2 separate regions of the Mus musculus genome follow, and region 2 is linked to region 1. The links are chromatin contacts, called in public Hi-C maps. All regions are on one chromosome and are shown on one strand. Each heading gives the region's core, a stretch centred on a gene start, on an enhancer-like site or on the middle of the called end of the contact. The rest is flanking DNA. Distances are from core to core; before and after follow the strand shown.

Region 1 (4,762 bases), core at 699-3,198:
TAGCAGTGAAACACGCATCCACTAGGCTACCAAGCACTTCTCTCTCGGCCATGTTCTTCCCATCTTGTGTGAGGCGGAGCTATAGGAAGTGTGACTTGCTCATGATCTATGACCAGCACAAATATTCTGTCTTGGTGATCCTGTAGCTTCCAGGTCTCAGGCAGAAATAAGAATATCTTTTAGACAAAACATCAGCTTGGAGCCTCTCCGCCAGTCACTATTCAGAGGGTTTTTCCTCCCCAGTCATCCTTAGGTCTCTGCTATAAATACTCTCCCTGCTGCCAGCAACACGTTACTATTTTATACTTACTGTGTGTGCCACACAGTCACAGTGCCACCCACTCCAGAGACATTTCTGCTCTTCTCTTCCTCCCTGAGAATGTCACCTTCGCTCTCCCAGGGAATAACTGGACTTACTCACGTGGAAGAGTACAAGTCTCACAAAGCAATGTATGCCCAGGGGCTGAATTTATGGACTTAGAAAGATAGCACAAAACACGTTCTAGAAAATACCTGTGTATCTGACCTATGAGCCCTGGCTCTCTGCCATAGGCTGGTCCCATCCAGTCAGTGCACACTATGGCCAATGGCTCCCCTCAAGCGGCAAAGGAGAGATTTTCCCACAAGGGAAAACATTCCAGTAAAACTATACCTTCTTGGTTTTAATGGTTAAAAAGGGTGAATTTTTTTCCACCCTCAATAAATAAAGTGTTTTGAGGCCAAGACTCTCGGGAGATAATCATTATAAAAGCTGCCACAGAAACTAGCATGTTTGAAAACACAGAATGAAGCTGGCCTGATTCCCAGCACTCTGGGGAAGAAGATGGGGGGAGAAGGCCTTTGTTCTCCTACAGCAGGTGACAGCACACCGCTGGACTCGCCAGTCCTGTGTGGGAAATGGTGCTGATAAGCCGCCTCATGTTGTGCATGCATGGGGCTAGCTGCCCAGACCAATGAAGAACAGTTGGACAATGGATGGGAAGCTGGCCAGCAGCAATCACATTAGATACCCTTCCCTCCCCCGTGGAAATACCCTTTGAGAGCCAGCAGCAGATCCTGTGGGAAGAAGATGACACTGGGAGCCAACTGTGACAGGAAGATCAGCTGTGAGAGGAAAGAGATTTCAAGTTCTAGGGGCACTCCAAGAAAGTGGCTTTGAAGAGGTGGTGACAAGACTATAGGGGTTAAGGGGATGAGTCCCCACCACCTTCTTTCTCAACTAGGATTTCCTTACAGGTCTGTGATAGAGAAGACCTCTAATCCACCTTGCCTTTGATACCAATGTATCAATGACGGGGGCCCCGCCCTCCGCCGCCTCTGCGCCGTGTATTATCTTCCTAAGTGAACCATGAGGGCTGAGATAGCGGTGTTTGCTATAAGAAGCCTCCCTTCCCCCTGTGTTATTTTCATGGAACCTCCTAACAGCAGACCTGAACTGAAGGTTAGCGTAGCAGTGCTCAGAGGCAAGACATCATGAAGGAGGATGTAAAAAGAAGTTGTGTAAGGTGTGGGGTCAGATGAAGCCCTGGGGAGCTACTGAGAGTAGTTCCAGAATTAAATAGAAACCCAGGATTCCACAATCCCAACAGGAAAGAAACAGTCAGCATGTTGAGACAGAAGCAAGCCCCCCCCCCCACACACACACACATACACATACACACACCTACAGTGGTCTTCATGAGCCAAACAGCTGAGCCCAAAGACAGATCCTAGAAGACACATGAGCACAGCGCAAAGAGAATCTGGGGGATGGGCAGGCTGAAAGAGGTGAGCAAGGTCGGGCACACTTCAGAGTGACTGTCTCATTCATTGGGATCCCTCCTCTGCTCAGTGACATTGTCAGGCAGATGACACAAAGCCAGGCAGAATGGGTAATCTGCTGGTGACAGAATGAACCTCTAGAGGGAACTGCTGCAGGCTGGAAGGGCAGAGTGAGCAGGAGAGAGGAGAGATGTATGCATTTTCAGCTGCTAGGAAACAGCACCAAGGACTTCACTGACAATAAGCCCTGTGGTGTCCACACACAGCTGAAACCATTAAAAAGACCAATGCTCTCTAGCTCTGAGCACGAAGCTATCAGCTTACGATCAGGACAGGAAGAAGATCTTATCATAAGCATCTTGTAGAGAGTCACATGGCTGAGCTGGGGAGATGGCTCAGTTAGTGAAGTGCTTGCCATGGAAGCTCCAGGAGCCGAGTTCAATTTCCAGTTCCCATGGAAAGGGCTGGGAGTGATAGCATTTGTCTGTAATCCCAGCTCAGAGGAGACAGAGATAAGAGGGTCGCAGGGGCTTGATGGAAGCCAGTCTAGCCATTCAGGGAGCTCCAGATTCAGTGAGAAAGCCCGATGCCCAGGAGTAAGATAGAGACCCATAAAGGAAGAACTCAGTGATGGCCTCAGATCCTGCATGCACATTTCTACACACGTATATGCATCAACCCAGATGTGTGTGTGCAGAGGAACATGTGCATCTATCCAGATGTGTGTGTGCACATCAACATGTACACACACAAAGAAGTAAGACAGGTCACTCTGCTCTTGTCACTGTGCTAAGGACTATTGTGTTTAGAGAAGAAAATTTGAATTTTATTGGAATGGAGCTGAAAGTATTTGTCCAGAAAAAAAAAAAAAAAGACAAGAAAGATGTTGATAACTTTCTTCAGATATGCAAAGAAATCTCATATGATAAAAGGAGTGAGGCTGGGGAGGGAAGATCTGCAGAGAGGAAACTGCATTCAAGTTCTTGACCTTCCCCATCATTAAAATGTTCCAAAACCCACTATTTTCCCAGAAGCCGAGCAGGATGCTGCCTTCCTTACCACCCAGGTGCTAATGCAAGAGCCAGCAACTGTAAAGGGGGCTCGAGCATCCATCAGAGTGCCATATCTTCCTCTCTCTGCCAAGGGGTGTGGTGTGCATCACAAGGCAACCCAGAATGGATAAATAGATGATAGGTAGTCAGACAGGAAGTTCAGGCAGAGGACATCTTGATCTGTTTCCTCGTGCTGTAGTAGACTACCTGAGGCTGAGTTATTTACAAAACGAGCTTCATTATATTTGACCCATGGTGGAAATCAGAAAGGAATTAAAGACATAATAAAGTGAAGTTACAGCAAGAAGGGCATGGGTAGGGGAGCTTATATTTGTAACGACCCATTCTAGTGATAACAGACTCCATCCCCAAGAGAAAGGAAGCAAGCCACTCAAAATGCTCCAGCTGTGTAAGTCTGCCCTTAGGTCTGCCTCTCAGCCTGCCGGACCAGCAGAGGTCAGGGTAAGTTTCAGAAGAGACAAACTATACTAAGACCAAAGCTGGAGAGATACGTAAACAAATGACAGATATATGGATGGATGCAGGACACAGGATCTAATAGAAATAAATAAACAGAACCCAGCCAGGTGGCTCAGGGGCTAGAGGCACTTGTGAGCAGGCCTGAAACCTGGTCCCTATATTCATATTCACTCCCTCTCGCTCTGACACTCACACCCATACAAACACACACACAGATAAATAAATGCATATTTTCTTAAAAGTCTATCATGACTAGCCTAGGAAGACAAGTGACTTAGGACTTAGCTATATTGCATTGGGTCCAGGGCTAACCAAGGCACACTTTCTACTCGCAGAACGGGCAGGCCTGAGTCCTGAACAGAGATGTATACACTTACATAATGTGACTTCCAAACACCCAGCTGTGATTGGTTTGTTCAGTCTTTGATTTCCCTTTTCAATCACCTCAGCAAATCTCTCCACGGGGACTAAATTACTTTCCCCTTTCATAGATAAGGTCATTAGAGTACGGGAAAGTCAGAGGAATTTGCATCCCAGACGGTCAGCCTCCATAGCTGCTATTGTCCTCCCAGATACCAAGGGGACTTTATAAATATAAAGGGATCCTGTTTGCCCCCTTGTAAATAGCAAATAACCCCCACCTCCCCTTTGAGGTACAACAGAAGCTATGGTAACAGTCTCCTTCAAAGATAACTCTTAGTCTCTGTTTCCTCCTCCATTTTAGTGATGTAGCCTAGGTAGTACTGTCGTTTAGATTAGCTATTAGTTGCAAGTGACTTTGAAATCTATGTGGTATATAGACAAATCAAATATGGCCATATCTGGGTGAAAGGGCTTTATGCTTTGATGCCTGTTTCTCATGGAGGTAAACTGAGGTCAGTGAGCCATGGCAGCTGTTTGTGCTAACAGACTTGTCCATTCTGGATTCTACCAAGAACCAGTTTACTGAACACATCAGTCCACGTGGAATTGCTATCAATGAAAAGAAAACTGAAGAAGCCCAAATAGTAACAATAGCAGACTGTAGTTGTGCAAACGGATGCGATGGTCTGCTGTCTCGTTCTATCCTTACTTCAACATCTGACCCCAATTCGAGTAAGACATGTTGTACATCTCAGAGTATCTCTCACCCCAAACTACATGCCTACTCCAAACCAACCGCTTCCGATTTGCCTTCAATTTTCCCAGCATTAACACCAAAATTCCCAAGCCCAGAGGAGCCCCCTCAGTCTCAGGCAAACAAGAATGGTTTATTCCCAGCATTCACACACCATAAGCATCTGGAGTCATAGTCACATTGTTCTGAAGCTGGCAGAAGCAGAAACCTCCACACTCCAACTAAGATATCAAGAAGCTGAGCTTAAAGTGGCGGAGTCCTTTACCTCCCGGCGGCAAACTGGCAGAGGCAAGCCTGTGTTCTTCCACACTCAGACAAGTCAGCAATGACAGCTTTTGTTTTATTTTTAGAG
Region 2 (4,762 bases), core at 1,367-3,866, 110 kb after region 1:
GTCATACAGATTGTATCCTCACTGCATTCCCAGGTTCCTTACTGTCCCTATAAGCTTTGGAATCTCACCTTTTGGTATACAATCTATTGACTTAGAAAGCAGGAATCTTTCTGAAACATGGTTGAATATAATTGTCAACCAGCCAAATGTGGTACTGCATGCTCTTCATAGCAGCGACCGCTCGAGAGGTAGAGGCATAAAGGGCACAAAATCAGGGCTGCCTGGGACATATGGCAAGTATTAGGCTAGCCTGATCTAATGGCAAGAAATCTATCTTCCTCCCCACCCCCCAAAAAAGCCAACCAAAGGGAAGCTGAGCTCACAAGCAGTTGCAACCCATTTACCTGACTGTCTTTCTCTTAGGTTAAGTTCTATGTATGGTTTATCCATCAAACAGCCTGCACAGTCATAGATCTTAAGGGAGAAAAAAAAAATGATACATGTTGCTGTGACCTCCTTTCTCCATTTTCCCCCATAATCGTGGATGTGGCTATTAAATCCATGATATAAGCTTCCTCGCTTTCTATCCCAACCTAAATTTAGTATGATTCCAAGGAAAATGGCCCGTGCCTTACAAGTAACCCAGAAAAATAGCCAGTGCTCCAGTGTTGATATAAAATTAAACATTTGGCTTCACCGTGCAGAAACTCCTGGGTTCTCCAAGTCTCGGAGAGTTAAGAAAAATCGTTGGAATGTCATGGGGATACTGGCAACGGACTCTGGAGCTCTCTCCCCGCCACTTTCTCGCCCTGGAATGTTTCTGCCTCACACTCTTTTCGGTTTTGTCTGGACCTGCCAGAGAGCCAGCAGTGTGCAGGACTATAGAGAGACAAGGATAGGTGGTTATCTGCAGGCCAGGGTTTATTCCTCCCTGGTGCCTGCAGGGTCCCCAGAGACTGGGAGACGTGTGCTAATCCTTGCAAGAAAACAGTCTCTCCAGATTAGCCAGGGTAGGTAGTGGGAGAGGAGAGCGAGGGGAAGCAGAATCATTTTGACTGCATTTTTGCCTTGTCTGATTAGATCTCAGTGACTCTGGGACTTTGCATTACTAAAGGAACACAACCCCCGTATGTAGGCCTGGGAACAGAGGGGCCAGGGCAAGGCCTGGAGCTGGCATGGCTGCTGGGCTGTTGGGCTCTGAAGACGTACCATGTAGCTGGGACCTTGCTTGCCGGCTACTAAGGACTTGCAGGGAAGGAAACCTACATCGTCTGCAGCTGATGTTAAAACCGTGGTGCATCCCCAATGCTGTCTACCAGGTAGGACCAAAGCTCACTTTGCTTTGCTGTGGGGGAGGGGGACAGGTAACAGAGGAGGATCAAGAGTGACCAGCATCTTTCCTTGAGGCTGGGGAACACCTTGCCATCAATTAGGATCTGGATAACCTTAATGGAACATCCCTTCCTAGGTGCCTGGGCCCATGTGAGGTGCTCTAAGTTCAGTCTGCAAGGTGACCCTATAGAAGAGGGTCACCAGCTGAAGGACGGGGTTATTAAAGAATGCATGTTGCTTTAAATTCATCTAGCATGCAAGTGGCAGAAGCCAGTGATTTAAAGCATGGTATCTCTGGCTGTGGAGACTAAGCAAGTGCTTTTTATGGGTTCCAGATTCCCAAGCAAGGTCTGATGTTTTCTGAGCAATGTGCACACAAGTTACATGTGGTGACATTCTTGGGTAAGAGACAGATGTGACTCTTCACAGCAGAAGGCTGAGAGGCAAGAGCACCAAGGAGGAACCCTGGGGCTTTCCTCAGCCCCTTCTCCTTGTGTTGGCTCACTCACACAGGATTCTCTGGAATCAAACACTTGGACCCATGTCTCACTCAAACCTATGAGAAATTTGCTATTGGGGTTTTATCTCATGGATGGGACATAGGTTTGTGAGGGTGCACCTGTGTATATGGATGCATGTAAGTGTGGTAGTCAGAGGACAACCTTGGATGGCCTTCCTTGGGAGTTTACCTACCTGCTGTTTGGAAGAAGTCCTCTTCTGATCTGAGGCTCGCAGATTTCAACTGGACTGTGTAGCCAGGGAGCCTCGGGGATCTTACTTTACCTCCCCAGTATGGGAGGTTACAAACATGCTACCACACTTGGCTTTCTGCCTGTGTTCTGAGGATCAAACTCAGCCCCAGCAAGCACTTTCCTCGGTGAGCTATCTCTTCAGCCCTTCAGTTTCCTTGTTTGCAATGGTGGGAATGGAACCCAGGGTCTCACAGACTAGGCAAGCATTCTACCCCTGAGCATCAGCCCTGGCCCAAAGATGACACTTTGCACAAGAGGCTGATACTTCACAGTCAGTTGTCTGGAAATGTGGAACACTTCCAAAAGGAAGACAGAAGTATCTGTTTCCTGCAGCCACCAACAGTTCAGATTGGTGGCATTCCCACTTGCCAGGGAGGTGTCAGTCCTGAGATCTCCAGCCCACCCTGAGAGGGACCAGTCTGCTGGAGCTGGGGGAGGGAAACCAAATTCTTCTGGCTTCCTCTTCAAAGGGCAGTCACAGACTTCTCTTTGGCTGACAGCTTTTTGCAACCCAGTTTATTTCATTAAGTCAACTTGAGCAGGCTTGGCCTCTTTCCCCGTTTGCTGGCTCACCACGCTGTTTGGCATCAGGCAGACACAGCTGGATTTGTACTTTCTAGGTGTGATGTGGCGGTGTATAATCCCCTAATGAACCACGATGTTTAAATAGCTCCAGGCTTCATGCTCCTCTCCCCACATACAATGTCTGGGGGCGGGGGGGGGGGGGGGGTGCATCAGGGACAGTTCCTTGGTAGCCAGGCCCCAGGTGCTAGATGGCTTTCATATGGACACTCCCTCCCCGTCCTGGCCCCTTCTCTGATTATAGACACAGTTTCTGGAGATGCGCTTTTTCTGGAATTCTTGTCCTTGAAGGAGGCATACCTTTGTAGTAACCTTTGTGTTACTAGAAACAGCAGCTATGTCACCAATAAATCTTGTGTAAAATAAACTTGAGGAAAATCTCTCAAAAATGAACAACCATCATGGGAAAAAAAAAAACCTTAATCTTTTCAATGACAAGTTATGAATCTAAGGGAGTTCTGGGGGACCACAAAAACAAAATGTGCTGAGAGACTCAAGAGGAAGGGGAAGTCTGCAGGTTGATGAAATCGGAAGCTTTCCTGAAATGTTACTTTCCAGGCCAGTGCCGCCTCGTCTCCATCCTGGCATTTGGAATGATAACTTGGTCTAGATAATTCTGTCTCTGCAGACATTGCTGTGATTACAAATGAGATTGGGGACCCGGCTCCTGGCCTTTAGCAAATCTTCTCTTACCCTCTTACTTCTCTTTTGTCTTGTCAGGTTATCACCTGATATAGAGCATTGGGCTTCAAAGGGCTGGGGAGATCATTTGTTTGGTAACGTGTTTGTCACACTGGCATGAAGACCTGAGTTCAAGTCCAAGGATCCACATAAAAAGCCTAGAGGGGTAGCATAGGGTTTGAATCTCTGCAATGGTGAAGCAGAGACAGCCAGAGCCCTGGGTCTCACAGGCCAGCAGACCTAGTCTACTCTGGGACTTACAGGTCCTAGTAAGGATCTCTGTCTCAAAAACTAAGATGGGTGGCTCTGGAGGAACAATCTAATATGACCTCTGACCTCCACGTGTGTATGCACACATGTGCACATATAGCTACCCACATGTACACTCACATATACAAACACACAAATACAATTAAAAATAAAAGTAAAATTAAACTTCAAAATCAAGGGAGCTGGGTAGCCAAGCCCCTTGTTTCCCCAGAGACTTTTTCAGGCCTTCCATTAACAGCTGAAGTATATTGAAGAGAATATTGACTTATTAGCCGCCAGTCCCAGGAAAACATTCCCGTGTAACCACAATTCAATCTAGTCCAATTCAATTCAGCAGCCATTTGCTGAGTGGCAGTTATGTTACCTGAGCCTGTGGGCCTCTGGGACTGGAGGGCTGGCTTTCTTATTTGTCCCTGGTCCCTCCCTGGCCAAGCTAAGCTGGTTGGCTCAAGGAGAGAAGTCGTTTCTGATCTACACAGCCCTGTTTGCAACTTGAACTTGACTCCCATGAGTGGTCCCAGAAAGCAGTTGCTAGGAGGAAGGTCGGGATGGCAAGTCTAAACTAGTTCGCTAACCCCAGTCTAGGATAACAGGGCTTGGTTAGTATACTCCAGAGCCAACTGAGGGGGTTGGAAGAAGGAAGGGAAGCCAAAAGCTTCAAACCTGTGCTGGACCACGGGTGGTCCAAATGCCTTCCAGAATAGACTTATCAAGTCCTGGCAACTCCCACCTGCCCTGAGACCTTCATGTCCACTGGCCAGCAGAGCTGGCTTAAAGAGACATTGAAAATGATATGATCTTCATCCTCAGGAGCTCAAAGCCTCATGGGGAATTGTCAAGAACATGATCATTTCATTTCAACAAAAAGCAGCATTGAGAGACATTCAAAGAATAACTAACTGCACGAGAAGAATGTTGCCAAAAACCAAAAAACAAACAAACAAAAAAAAAACTCTGTTTTTCTCTCCTGGTCTTTGTTTTCTCCATTACAGTACCAGAGTAATAGCTTTGTAGTGTTGCAATGATGAAATACAGGAAAAACAAAAGGAAATATATATATATATATATATATATATATATATATATATATATATATATATATATATATATATATATATATATATATATATATATTCTTCCTTCCATATATGTATATAATGTTACAAATAATGAAGAATATACTAAAGTGACATGGTGTTGATTTT

The links. Hi-C and Micro-C count contacts between places; a contact is called where the count stands out from the background.
Region 2: a Hi-C map of the N1E-115 cell line shows a contact between it and region 1, with 5 times the contacts expected there. The contact joins two enhancer-like sites. A contact is called at or near these places in 12 of 484 Hi-C or Micro-C datasets (the F1.1 cell line, the N1E-115 cell line, adipose-derived mesenchymal stem cells and 9 more), 1 of 115 datasets of contacts at active chromatin or transcription factors (pancreatic cancer cells) and 2 of 9 other capture datasets (embryonic trunk and pancreatic islet).

The regions. Positions count from the first base shown.
Region 1 is chr2:4,226,828-4,231,589 of GRCm38.p6, forward strand. All of the region lies in intron 1 of Frmd4a (FERM domain containing 4A), which reads left to right. Among named protein-coding and RNA genes, the nearest start is that of Gm39752, 18 kb to the right of the region's middle. Within about 2 kb of position 1,949, at least 28 of the 459 cell types and tissues checked have an H3K27ac peak or open chromatin away from gene starts, as enhancers often do. A contact at or near this core is called in the N1E-115 cell line, where this site is marked.
Region 2 is chr2:4,331,870-4,336,631 of GRCm38.p6, forward strand. All of the region lies in intron 1 of Frmd4a (FERM domain containing 4A), which reads left to right. Among named protein-coding and RNA genes, the nearest start is that of Gm23691, 47 kb to the right of the region's middle. Within about 2 kb of position 2,617, at least 32 of the 459 cell types and tissues checked have an H3K27ac peak or open chromatin away from gene starts, as enhancers often do. A contact at or near this core is called in the N1E-115 cell line, where this site is marked.